Linked DNA regions of Mus musculus: region 2 is linked to region 1. A link is a contact called in public Hi-C data. All regions are on one chromosome and are shown on one strand. Each heading gives the region's core, a stretch centred on a gene start, on an enhancer-like site or on the middle of the called end of the contact. The rest is flanking DNA. Distances are from core to core; before and after follow the strand shown.

What was found. A called contact is a pair of places that touch in the nucleus more often than the background predicts.
Region 2: a Hi-C map of myocytes shows a contact between it and region 1, with 3 times the contacts expected there. The contact joins two enhancer-like sites. A contact is called at or near these places in 2 of 484 Hi-C or Micro-C datasets (the G1E-ER4 cell line and myocytes).

Annotation. Positions count from the first base shown.
Region 1 is chr2:174,394,038-174,400,822 of GRCm38.p6, reverse strand. No RefSeq gene overlaps it. Among named protein-coding and RNA genes, the nearest start is that of Nelfcd, 18 kb to the left of the region's middle. Within about 2 kb of position 3,917, at least 4 of the 459 cell types and tissues checked have an H3K27ac peak or open chromatin away from gene starts, as enhancers often do. A contact at or near this core is called in myocytes, where this site is marked.
Region 2 is chr2:174,795,349-174,802,555 of GRCm38.p6, reverse strand. No RefSeq gene overlaps it. Among named protein-coding and RNA genes, the nearest start is that of Edn3, 38 kb to the right of the region's middle. Within about 2 kb of position 5,340, at least 4 of the 459 cell types and tissues checked have an H3K27ac peak or open chromatin away from gene starts, as enhancers often do. A contact at or near this core is called in myocytes, where this site is marked.

The DNA of each region.
Region 1 (6,785 bases), core at 2,668-5,167:
CATCCAGCTGTAATCCCACCCCAAGCTGAGTGCAACTCCTACTACCCCGCTCATGTTAGAATTCTGTGCCTCCTGAATCTGCAGCCAAACTTGGGAACAGAACAGAAGCACATCTTTGAGCATCCTTTTTCTGTTGAGAATGTCAATCAAAGAAGCACGCCAGAGCTGTGAACAGGCCCCAGCCAGAAAACACTTGCCACTCAAGCTGGAGCACTTCCCCAGCTTATGAGAAGGCCGGCCTGATGGCACATACTTGGAATCTCAGCTCTGGGGAACAGGAGACAGGGGGGGCTCTAGGGCTCCCTGGCTAGGCAGCCCCGCCTCCTGCATGAGTTCAAGACCAGTGAGAAACCTTGAAAAGGCAAAATGGGTAGCTCCAGAGGAGTGAGACTTGAGATTGACTTCTGGTCTTCACACAAATGCACACACACACACACACACACACACACACACACACACTCAGATACACACACTTACCAGTTTCCAGGCGTGCTGCTAATTCTCTCCAGGAAGTAGAATACAGAAGTCTGGATGGAATCCATGATAGGAGAAACTTCTACACTCAGCTTATGCTGAACTCCAGTCACCCTGTGTAATGACTGAAGGGTGGGTAGAGTCGGGGATTAAGGGCTGAGCCATGAGTGTCCTGGGGTGTTGCAGGCTGAGCAGTGAGCAGTGCTGTGTTGTGGGTTGAGCAGTGAGCAGTGCTGTGTTGTGTGTAGACCTGCAGAATCAGTAGGATGTCCTGACAACCACCAAGCATAATCATTCCAACTCATTGATGTTCACAATCCATATTTTCCTCAGAGATGCCATATTTATTTTGTATGCTATTTATGAGGTGGAGGGATCAGGGGAATTCCAGGCTCTTCTTAGCAGTGACTACAGTAGGCCTACCTACTCCATACCTTAGCCGAGCAGTGAACTCTCTCAATGGCAGAATATGGTGACGCCAGGACTCCTCAGATTCTGACAGCTGTAGTAACTTGGGCCTAGGACTCAGTAGACCTAAGGCCAGAGCATGCCCATTTCCCTGAGCATGTTTCTCTTTGGAGAAATCCGAGGAAGAAGAACCAGGGCCTGGGCTGGGCAGAGGGCTCAGTGGTTAAGATGCTCAACATGCAAGCATGAGCACCTGAGCTCAGATGTTCAGAACCTGTGCAGTCTAGCAGGCCTACAGGGAGATGAGAGGCAGCTATAGGAGAATATAGGCTAACAGCAATGAGCAAGAGAAACATCGCTTCAAACAAGGTGGGAGATAAAGTCCAACATTCAAGTTTGTCCTCTGACCTACACACACACACACACACACACATATGCACACGCACACAGACAAACATGAATGCATACACACATAGATACCCATACATGCTCCTGAGCACGCAGACACACATAGAGACATGCACACACACATGCACATGCACACACACACATGCACACACATGTACACAGACAGACATGCATGCACATGCACACACACATACACACACATGCACACAGACAGACATGCATGCACGCACACACACATACACACTCCTGAGCATGCAGACACACAGATACAGACATGCACATGCACACGCACACACACAGACATGAGTGCATACACACACATAGATATACATGTTCCTGAGCACGGAGACACACATAGAGACACGCACACACACTGCTGTTTCCCTTTATCTTCACGTGGATGTCAAGACTCCCTGACACCCACTGACACTGAAGAGACACTGAAGGAACCCATCACAAGGGATTAAACAATAGGTCCTGGCTTCCTTGGGTTTTGATTTCCTCAATCCAAGCCTCATTTCCGTTGATCTGGACTTTATTTTATGGTCAGAGACTAGATGGGCCACCCATGGTTTTAATTCCTGGGAACTCTCTAATTAATTAACCATGGTGAAAGCTCTCTGGGCATTGTACCACTTTGTGAAACCAAATAAGCTTGCCTGCCTTGCTGCCAATCATGATAAGTAAGTCTACTTTGCTTCTGGCACATGATGAGGGCCTCCTTGGCCAAGTTACCCACTGTGTTCATCTCCATTGAGGTCAGGGATGTGGTCTCCGGCGTCCCTGTCAGAGCCCACTCCATAACACACCATCTTCCTGCCAACCTAGTCCTCAAGGCAAAAGGACAGACAACCCCAGGCTGTCTTGGAGACATAGCAAGGTGGGGTAGTGGAATGAGTGAGAGCCACAGGGCAGCTCCTGTTGGCTGTTCTTGTGTCCTAACATCTTTGGATTCTTTTCTTGATCTTATGCCAAAGCATGTCTCTAGCCCTCAGCTGTTCCATCTTGTCAAGGACTTTCTTCTTCAACCATGGCTCTGAAGAATGAACCGTGCTAGTGGCCGGAAAAAGTGTGGAACTCAAGGTCACCATGTGAGTGGATTAAGCTGGATTCAGAAAGACAAACGCTGTAGGCTTTCTCTTAAATGTGAAATCTAGAAGGTGGGTCCACCATAGTCCACACAGACTCACTTGGAGAGTAAGTCTGGGAGGGTTCAGTTTTCAGTTGTCTGACGTCTACTTGCCTTCCACTGGAGAGGGTTTTCTATTAAATGTTTTCTTTACTATACATACACACATATAATGTGCGTGGATCCAGTCTCCTTTCCCACTCTCACCTTCAATTCTTCCCCTGCGCCAGCTCTCGCCTCCAGGCTTCACATACCCCATACACTGAATTTCTCACTGAGTCCCTGTGGTGCTGTGTATGCATGGTATGGAGCACCTCCTGGAGCACAGGGAGCATCTCAGGCCCACATTCCTGACGAAAGCTGACTGTCCCAGCAACGATAAATTGCCAGTGGCTCATCTGATAGGGATGGGACTTTATAATGCCCCAGCCCATGCTGGTATTTTGGCTGATTTGCTTTTATACTCATAGGAATCACCACTGGGACTATTGCAGTTACCAGGAGCCAACGGCATTTAAAAAAGATGAGCAGGTATCCTTCATGCTACATCAAGAAAAGACCAAAGTAGTCTTTCTTGTGCTTGTAGAGTGTAACCAGTATGGCTTGTATTACTATGGGATTGCATGGAGATATGTGGTGCTTCTTCTGCAATGACGTCATAGCTAAACAAGTGGAGACTGGAGACATTAGCACTGCAGATCACATCGCTGTGAGATTTCATCACAAAAAAATCAAAACGAGGGCTGGGAACACAGTGCGATGAGTAAAGCGCTAATAGCTCAAGTATGTGGACTTGGGTTCAAGTCCCCAGAACTCAGTAAGACCTGGGTGTGGCAGCACATGCTTGTAACACTAGCACTGGGGTAGAGCAAAGACAGGCAGATCAGGGGCCGAGAGGTGCGGGGGGTGGGGGGGAGTCATAGGTCAGCCAGACTCAGAAACAGCAAGCACCAGATTCAGTGTGCACACACATGCACACCACACACATGCACACCACATATGCACACACACATGCACACCACACATACACACCACACATGCACACACACACACACACATGCACACACAAACATGCACACACACACATGCACACACTCACATCAGGCATACACACATGTACACCCCACACATATGCATACCATGCACAGTATATATGCCTATGCATACCACACACACAGACACACACACACGCACATCACATCACATCACATCACATCACATCACATCACATGGTAATGCACACCATAAAGAAACACACAAAAATGACAAAGCCCCCCTATGAGAATGAGTTTGCAAGCATCTATTTGCCAGCCAATTAGGAAGGCTGTTGATATATTTGAGTTCATGGAAAAATTGAAACAGCCAAATAAATGTATCCAGGGTTGGGGGGGGGGGGAGACGGACTTGTTTGAAAATATTGGCACACATGGAGAATGGTGACTCGTCCTTTAAAAACGAGGCCTACTTTGATGTTCAGCTGTTCTCTGGGAGCTCCGTGCTGACTGTGGAGTACAGGCTGAAGAATTTGCCTCCATGAATAGTTTGCATGGAACAACAACAGGTGAGGGTATTTTTAAAGAAGCTGAAGAGGGGCCGGGGTTGGGGCTCCATTGGTGAAAGACTTGCCTGACATGTGGGAGCCAGGCGCCATTTCCCGGTACTGCACATAGACGTGAAGACCTGGTCTGCTGCTGTTGGAAAAGCTAAGGGCTGAGAACTGCTCGCATCAATCGTTTCTTACAAACCTGAACAGCTCAGTAAAGACTCTGGTTCAAAATGAAGAGGAAGACAAGAGGGGGGCTGAGAGGAAGATTAATCACTTGGAAGTGGACACTCCTAGGATGAGTGACAGCTGAACAGGCTTAGCTGAGAAGCACATGCCGTCTTCAGAAATGCAAGGACCTTAAGCCTAAGGAAACTTGTATCATTTACCAGTAGTTATTTTCGGGAAAGTATCTGAACCATTCAAGTGTGTGTTGAGCCAGCACTATTAACGCTGGGTTTACGCTTGTGGACTTCAATCAGTACCATGGTGTTCTGTCCAGATCAGGTAAAACACCTCAACTTGCCATATCACACAGATATGGAGGGCTTGTTAAAGTTCGGAAGTTTTATTGAGATGTTTTGCGCTCAGAGAGAAGACTGAAGTTTCTCTAAAGCAGAAGGGCTCTCTTTCACTAGCTATTATAATAAGTGTTTGGAAATTAGATTTTACTGTATACTTAAAATGTTTCTTAATAGCCCCAGGCAAATTAGAAAGGCAGATCCCTGCTCATCAGCAGAACCTATATTGCGGCAAAGATGCCTTGGCTTCACTGATATTGTTTGAATGACAAGTCAGTTTAAGCTTTTTATACTCGTCCCACATCACTGAAGGTTTAGACACAGGGCTTGGTGGATCGCTCAGTCGGTAAATTGCCTGCGGTGCAAGCATGAGGAGCTATGTTCAGATCTGCAGCACCCACAGAGAAAGCTGGGCAGGCAGGCAGCATGCACCTCTGACTCCTGCCACGGGGTGGGGGCGGGCAGAGATGGGAGGGAACCTGTAGCTCATTAGCAAGCTATACTCGAAGAATTGATGAGATTTGGTGAGAGACTCTGTCTGTAAACATAAAGGTAGAAAAGTTGAGGGCCTTTAATAACACTTGACATTAATCACACTAACACATGCACATACATACATACATACATACACACACGCACACACGCACACTCACCCATACACACAGAAATAAACAAAATTTAAATACATTTTTTTAGATTTATTTATTTATTTATTTATTTATTTATTTATTATATGCAAGTACATCGTAGCTGTCCTCAGACACTCCAGAAGAGGGAGTCAGATCTCATTACGGATGGTTGTGAGCCACCATGTGGTTGCTGGGATTTGAACTCCTGACCTTTGGAAGAGCAGTCGGGTGCTTTTACCCACTGAGCCATCTCACCAGCCCATTTAAATACATTTTTAAGAATTAAAAGTAGGGCCTGGAGAGAAGGCTCAGGAGTTAAAAGCACTTGTTTTTGCAAAGAATTGAAGTTTGAATCCAGGCATCTTCAACGTGTGCCTCTTAGCCATCTATAACTCCGGTTCTAAGGGATCCAACACCTTCTTCTCACCTCTGTGAGGACCTGGCTTCATTTTCTGCACCACACACTCTTACAAGACCTACACATAATGCACATATATACATGCAGGCAAAACACTCATATATATAAAATAAATCAATCGAATATCATTCATATATATATGTGTATATATATGTGTGTCTGTATATATATATATGTGTGTGTGTGTGTGTGTGTGTGTGTGTGTGTGTGTGTATATATATATATGACGAATATAATTGAACATGTGTCGGGGAAGCTCTCTATCACTACACAAAGTCCCAGTAAAATCATCTGTGGAGCCCACACCCATGAAAACACTACTGGTAAGTAGTATTTCTCAGAACTTGATAGGCAAGGAAAGAGATCTCCATGCTTCTAAACTCAGTTGACTTGTAACAGAGGTACCTCAGTACAGTCTGCAATTTCAAGGGATTAATATGGAAAGGGATGACATGCTAAAGACAGACCTCAAGAGAAGACTGGAATGGACAAACGTGAATCCTCTGTGACGAGTAAGCTCAATTAAAATCCTTCCCCCAACTGAGGCCAGTAATGCCGGCGGCTGTCACCAGGAAAGCACACTTTCAAAGGTGGACGCATCAAACCTCACCTACACCTCACACTGCATAAATTATTAAATTTAGGGGAAAAAGTACTTCGGGGGGGGGGCAGTGAAATGGTTCCAGGAGTAAGGACATTTTCATGCACAAGTTTAGTGACCAAACTTTATTCCCAAACCACATAAAGGTGAAAGAGAGAACCAACTCCACCTCTCTGTCTGTCTGTCTGTCTCTCTCTCTCTCTCTCACACACACACACACACTGAATCAATTTTTAAAAGGATTTTTGGGGGTGGCAATGTTCACTTGGTAGTGTAGTGTTTGTCTGTCGTTTGTAAAAAGCCCTGATTTGGAACCCTAAGGTGGTATGAAACTAGACATTGTGGTACAAGCCTATAATCCCAGAACCTGAGAGGTAGAAGCAAGTGGATTATGGGTTCAAGGTCATCTTTTGTGAGGCAGTGAGTTCAAGGCTAGCCAGGGCTACATGAAATCTCATCTCATAACTTGTTTTTAAACCAACTTTAAAGCAGCGATGTTTGTGGAATGTCAGGAAGGGACTATTAAATGATTTCAAAGTTCTCCCCTAAAAGGGAATCCACATCCTTAGAGCTCTGAAAATTAGCTTCAGTTCGTAGCAATCTGGAGACTCGAGGAGAAATGGCTGGACTGGCTAAAACCGATGAGATCGCAGC
Region 2 (7,207 bases), core at 4,091-6,590, 400 kb before region 1:
GCCCCAGTGGCACTTTACATGACAAAAGAACATGGGGGCTTTGCTTGATGAGACTCTAGAGTCTTCTTGGACAAACTGTTCTCTGAATACACCCAAGCTCAGTAGCAGCCAAGGTTCCCCTACAGAGACAGGAGAGTCACCACCAGCCATAAATCTCTCCTAAGAAGTCTTTTCCTACCAGCATGTTGAGTAGCTGGGAGGCCTGGCTGGGGCAGCCGCCTCCTGCTCACAAGTCCTGGCCACCTCTTGTCTGTCTGTGCTATTGTCTTGCAACTCTGGGGACTCCGTGTGACCCCACCCACACCCCTAATGTGGATTAAGGTCTGTTACTGAAGTGTTAACCTAATTGTCGCCTTCCCACTGTGCATCCTTTGCTTTGAAACCAGGCTTGGCTTCCCAAGACCTTTTAGAAAAACCCAAAGCCCTTCTCATGGAATCCCATATGGTCATGGTTTCCTGTCCTTTTTATAACCATCCAACCATCCATCCATCCTTCCATCCATCCATCCATCCATCCATCCATCTATCCACCTATCCACCACCAATCCATCCACCTATCCACCACCAATCCATCCATCTATCATCCATCCAGTCAGCCACTCAATAACATCCATTTATCTATCCACCATCCATCATCCATCCATCCATCCATCCATCCATCCATCCAGAAGACAGGTAGGCACACACACACACACACACACACACACACACACAACCTCAGTCCTTAAATTCTAGGAACAATGGCCCACACACTCTGCTCTCATCCCTCTGTGTGAATTCCCTCCCCTGCTTGGACGCAGCAGTTTTTCCTGTGACTTTTCCGTCAAGATTTCCATTTTCCAAGAAGCTTTCCCATCTCCTTCCCGGATACCAAGACTGAATAGTGGTACTGGGGAGACAGTTGCTGCATTATCTCAGAAAATCCATACACAAGGAAACCTGAACACTAGGAAGTTGAATAACCTGCCTTGGCCATCAGGCATTCACCGTGGAGCCAGGGGATGTTTCTGGTCACACTTTCCATTGGCCAGGAGGCCCCAGCCTAAGCTCTACAGTCTCCAGAATTCATCTCGAGGGCGCTCATCATATCTTGATGTCTCTCAGAGTGTTTTTTGTTTTTTGTGGGTTTTTTTTGTTTGTTTGTTTTGGTTTTAGTTTTGGTTTTGGTTTTTGGTTTTTGGTTTTTGGTTTTTGGTTTTTGGTTTTTGGTTTTTGGTTTTTGGTTTTTTTGGTTTTTGGTTTTGTTTTGCTTTGCTTTTTGTTTTTGTTTTTGTTTTTGTTTTTGTTTTTGTTTTTTGCTGTCTAGACACTTCTACCCAAAGCACCAGATTCTTAAGGAGAGCTGTCTCCAGAGTGCTGGCCAAGCCCTAGGTCTGGCACCCAGTATTTTTACATAGTTGTGGACAGGAGGTCCTTTTGGATGCAGGCCCTTTGAGCTGTCTGAAGGATTGGCTGGAGGACTTTCTTTTCATCAGCATCCATCTCTCCAACCGCTCGGTGGCCGACACCCTAGCCTGCCGTGCTGAGTGCAGATGCCCATCACCACCAGCAAGGCTCTCCCAGCACATGTACTCTAACTAGATGCTAGTCAGCACAGGTTCACAGCCCATGTTCTTCTGAAAATTCAACTGCTTCAGGAGTCTGGTCTGATCTGGGGGCATTCCCAAAGCTCAGAGAGCAATTCCACAGCCAGACCTTGTCCTCTGGGCTTCAGGGAAGGCCATCTTTTTCTCCACTCATGCTCCACAGGTGCCATCCTAAAGCACTAATGCATCCTAGTTCACACAGATGGCACCATCATCCCATTCAGAAGGTCGCAATTATCTCACATCACAGGTGGGGAAATCAAGTCAGAGAACCACTGATCTACAGCCTAGGGCTCCCAGACCTCCCCTGGTGTCTTGAACTGCATGCCAGGACTAGAATATTTCTGTGACATTCACTTCTGGAAATCCCCATTAAGGCCACACAGTCACTGCACAAGAAGACAGGACTTGTATTCTTTACTTACCTGTTTGTGACGTCAAGTAAACCTCCATCCAAGGATGCCTGGAGAACTTAAAAGGGATCTGTCAATTGTTGCTGTCACTTAAGCAGTGTTTGCTCCTAGGTATTTCCTGATGTTAAGTAGCCTGCTGGATATCTCTATAATCAAAAGCTGGAGTGTGAATATTTTTAAGCTCTTTGTTCGTTTTGACAAACTGTATCTGTACGGATCGTTTCAGTTTGTGTGTGTACCAGTAAGTCATGTGAACGACAGCTCCCTTTGTCCTGTGGCTGGGGTTAAAAATGCCAAAATAAGTTTTATTACTTAAAAAGAAAAGGTTTGTTTTTCACTAAGTACGAAAGGATAAAGCCCAGGAGGCTGATGTCTCTCATGCTATGGGGATAGCCTCCTTTTGATTTAGAATTGCCAGCTAAAAGCATGGGCCAACATAGTCTTTGAATTTCAGACAGTGATTGGTTTCTCAGCACATGTCCCAGTTGCTGTGTGAAACATACTTATACCGACATTTTCCTTATTCTTCGTCTGAGATTTAGGTTCACTGAGTTTGCTTTACTTTTATTGGTTAAATCTGGAACGCCTTTGTGAATATGTGTCTAGATTAAAACAAAAACAAGCAGGAATTAATTTTCTCACAGTTCTAAAATTCAAGGTACAATAGGAATAGGTTATGTTACTTTTCTTTTGGGGAGGGGGCAGTGTCCAGACAGGCTTTTGCTGTGTAGCCCTGGCTGTCCTAGAACCCACTCTTTCTGCTCTGTCCTCAAACTCAGAGATCTGCCTGCCTCTGCCTCCTAAGTGCTGGGATTAAAGGCGTGTGCCATCACTGCGTGACATTGTTTATTTATTTATTTTTAACCAATAGAGAAGGCATAACATTGTTTGTATTAATGGGTTGCCACATGACATACACTCATATAAATAAAGTAAAAATTTTAAATTAATATTTAGAAATCACATGATTTTTAACTTTTTATTTTATTTGTGGAGTTATAGACAGTTGTGAACACCATGTGAATGCTGGGAATTGAACCCAGGTCCTCTGGAAAAACAGTAGGTGCTCTCAACCACTGAGTTATCTTTTCCGGAAACACCCCCATAGAATTTTAATGCATATATTATTTTGCAATGTCTAAATCAAGGTAGACTTATCCATTTCACCCAACATTGGATCATTAGTTCTGATGAAAACATTTAAGACTGACTGACTGACTTACTTAAGTGGTTGATGGATCGGTTGGCTAGTTAGTTAGTTAGTTAGTTAGTTTAGTTGGTTAGTTCTGAGGCAGGCTGTCCCTATGTGCTCCAGGCTAGCTTTGAACTCTATAGCCTGCTCTCTCACCTTTCTGAGTACCAGGATTACATAAGTGTGCTATCATACCCAGCTAAGTGTGCCTACTTTTATTTATCTCCTTTTCCTTTTGAACAGGAGCAGCTGTGCACAATAGGCCCTTGGGGATGAGGCCTCACTCCATGCCACAGCCATATATTTCATCCCCTCTGCCTTGACGTGTTTCACCCCATGACCCTGTGTGCAGTGACCTGACGTATGGTAGTGATATGTGATCTTAAATCTTTGTTATTTGATCCTCCGGAGGATTTAGCCCTCTGGGTCTAGCATGAAGTCCTTCATCTCTGGTTCTCTGGGTACCTTCATGTTGGTGCTATGTGTTGGCAAGAGGCCTCTGGTTTCATAGACACACTCATTTTTCATGTCAAAAGATAGAGACAGAAGCCCTTAACTCCTGTCCAGTCCATCTGCACAGCCTGTCTGAGTGGAGAAGACCTTGTGGTACAAGAAGCCCAGTGAGTACCTATTGTCTGTGACCTTACTTATGACAACATCATTATTTCTGGTGTCATTTGAATGCTGTGGAGTATATACATATTCATGTGGTGTACACACATGTACGTCTTGTGAAGGCCAGAGGTCAATGTCTGGTGTCTTCCTTGACTGGTCTCCATTTGACTTTTTGAGACAGGGTCTCTTACCAAACATAAATCGCCAACACTAGCTGACCAATGAGCTTCAGGGATCAGCTTGCCTTCAGCCTGCTCAGTGGTGGCCTTTACAGCCTCCTGGCACCTTGTCTGCCTTTGAGGTGAATGATGAGAATGGGCACGCAGGTTCTGATTGCTTAGACGGTGGGCATTTTACCAGCTGAACTGCCTCCCCAGCCCCTTGTATGGCTTTAAAACAGGAATGAGAAGAAAGCCACCCACCAGAAGACTCACTGGCAATTACCTTATTAATTTATAACAGAGCAACAGATGCTGTGGATGGCAGGGAGGGAGCTTGTCCCAGTAAGTGGGCATGTCCCATGCAAGCAGGATTAGGCTCCTAATTTGCTTTTTCATAGATAATTCGAAACGATGATCCAGTCCACACCCTGTCAGAACAATTATAAACTCTGAATTTGTGGAAGCCACATCACACTGTTGACCATTTACTACTGCAGGTGCAGAAAGTGACATCAGAGGATGGCTCCATCAGCTACCACTGCAAACAGGATACACTCTGGTCTTCTGGGCTGTCAGTCCTGAATCCTGGAAGGCTTCCAGACTGAACGCCCATCTCCCTAATCCTTTCAGCAAATGGTCTATTCCCCCATTCTTTTCCCACAGTCCCCAGCCCTGGGAAGGGGATAAAGACTAGGCCTCAGTGACAGGAGTGGGAAAAACTTGGTAAGAGGAACAGGTGGCGCCACCTGTGGCCAGCTCCAATTCCAACCCCACAGCTGCAGTTCAGCTGCCTTCGAGGACCCAAATCCCAAGGTCTTCTGAGGCTTTTCCCACCATCTGGGCCCAGGAATTCCAATGCCCAGAAGTCCCTTCCTAGGCTACAGTGTCCTATTTCAAATACTCCAGTGTCCACAGAAAACCCATTCACAGCCCCTCTAGTCCTGAGTCCACACGGTTTAATTGCTCTAACAGGGAATGGGGGTGTTTCAAAGTTCTGAGAAAGATCTGTGTCCTTGTCCTTCCATGTCTTGGGTTACTCATTTGTTAGTAGTATAACAGCCTGGATATTTGACACCAGAAAGGGGACTACAGGGTAACTTTATTCCTGAGGAGACCCCAAACTGCCAGCCAAATCTTCTTTTCTTTTTCCCTCCTATCCTCTTCCCCGCCTCAATTTAAAAAATGGTCTTGCATCATTAATTAAATTATTAGACATATTTCCCCTGAAGATAAGCTTGGTTCTGAGTCCTGGACACCAACCAACACAAGAAGAATGGATGCCATTTCCTGAGGGTGCTCCCAAAGAAACTGGAGCCCTGAGGTTGGTTCACACGCTTAGACAACAGCTGGTCAAACATGGCAGCAGAGACTACTGTTTGCCAGTAGTCAGCACTTCTTGACCACCAGGGGCAGTATTTGCACATTGATCCTGCACAGCCTGAGGCTGGGAGAGGCCTTCCGGCCCATCTACACATTGTATCCTTGCCCTAAGGTCAAAGTAGCAAGGTAACATGGACTACTCAATAAGAACCAAACAAAATGTGAGTGGAGTGGAGTCATAGTTCCCAGAGGGAATAAACACTCCCTTAAAATAGGACACACAATGCTACAGTTGCTCCTGGGCTGTGACAGATACAAATACGTTTAATTACCAATTCCCCTCTTTTCCATGCCTATGCCCTTTAGGTAATTGTCTGGCTCCTTGCTACTAGGAGGTAGCTTTCCCCCATGCCTCTTGATTAGAAATGCCTTGCCACTTACTTTGAATAATTCAAAGTGGAAGCATCTTGGATCCGCAGACCATTTGCTTTCTTCTCACCAATGCCTCTGTCTCAACCTTAAGGAAAAGCCCAGGGAAACTTTCTGAAAGATGAATGACTCCATGAAGCAGAGTCAAGTCACCCTTGCCAAGGCCACACTGGATCATCCAGTCAAGCTACCCTGCAGACACCCAGAAGTTCCAGCAGAGATCACCAAAGCATTGCTCAGCTAAGCAGACCACCCCATGACCTATAGACTTGGGGGAGAGGAACTTTACTTTTGTAAACGGTGTGTAGCTGTCTTCCAGGTTGCCTATGATCACCAGCCCCTCGAATCAGAATACACTCAGTGATCACTGAGAGGTGGCCCTCACCTGATGTACCCTATGAATATTTCATGTGGAGAGAGAGGAGAGGCTCATGGGCATGTCAATAATCAAAAGACCACCATCACAAGGCCAAGCATTTCCCTGCACTTATCTAAGAAGTAAAAAGCTGGCCAAAGACAGACTCTTTGATGATACATCTTTTCCTTAGTGTCTTTGCTGTGGTGGATAGGACTCATAGCTGGTCACAAGTCACCACACTTCTTTAAGAAACCCCAATAAGTTCATTAGTTCACCAGGCTGGACTTGGATGGAGCCCCATCTGTGTTGGAATGGACAGATATCCTGTTAAGTCATCCAAGAACTTAGACAGGAACTTGTTCCTTTTTTAAAGTTGGGGGTGCTTCTTTTTTTTTATTAGACTCATTCATTTTTATTCTATGTGTGAGTGTTTTGCCTGCACACGTGTATGTGTACTATACCCATGCTTGGTGCCCATGAAGATTAGAAGAAAGTATCGGATCCCCTGGGATTGAAGTTAGAGATGGTTGTGAACCACCATGTGAGTAGGTACTGGGAGTTGAACTTGGGTCTTCTACAAAAGCAGCTAGTGAGCTGAACTGCTGAGCCATCTCGTACAGGAGGACCTACAGTAAAGCAGCATGGAGAGGACAGAAAGAGAACATAAACATTCAGCATTCTGCTTCATCTTCCAAAGCTGATCAAGCAAATTTAGCCAACACTTGGACAATAAGAAGCAATGGTGGCCACCCAGAGCCACTGTACCCCCGAGGCATGTCCTTCAAGGTAAGTTACTGTTGCCCAGGAGCCTTTTGAGGGCTCAAATAAATAGAGTCTATTGGATCTGGAGTTCAGAACAAAGTAAAGGACAGAGAAAACAACCTTGCATAACAAAATTGAGAAATTCTTCATCAAGTCCCTTGAAAACATAGCATTAGGGCAGTAAGCAAGCTGTAACTCTATTAATATGCAATCATATGAGTTGAATAAAATTTAATGTGTACAAGCCAAATGAATAATTCCTCCCTAATAAAATCCAAAATTAAAAGAAATCATGAGGAAATTCAAATTATTATCTTTGCCACTTGTACTATGCCAAACTCCACACACAGTTACAAAGAAAAATAATCTAC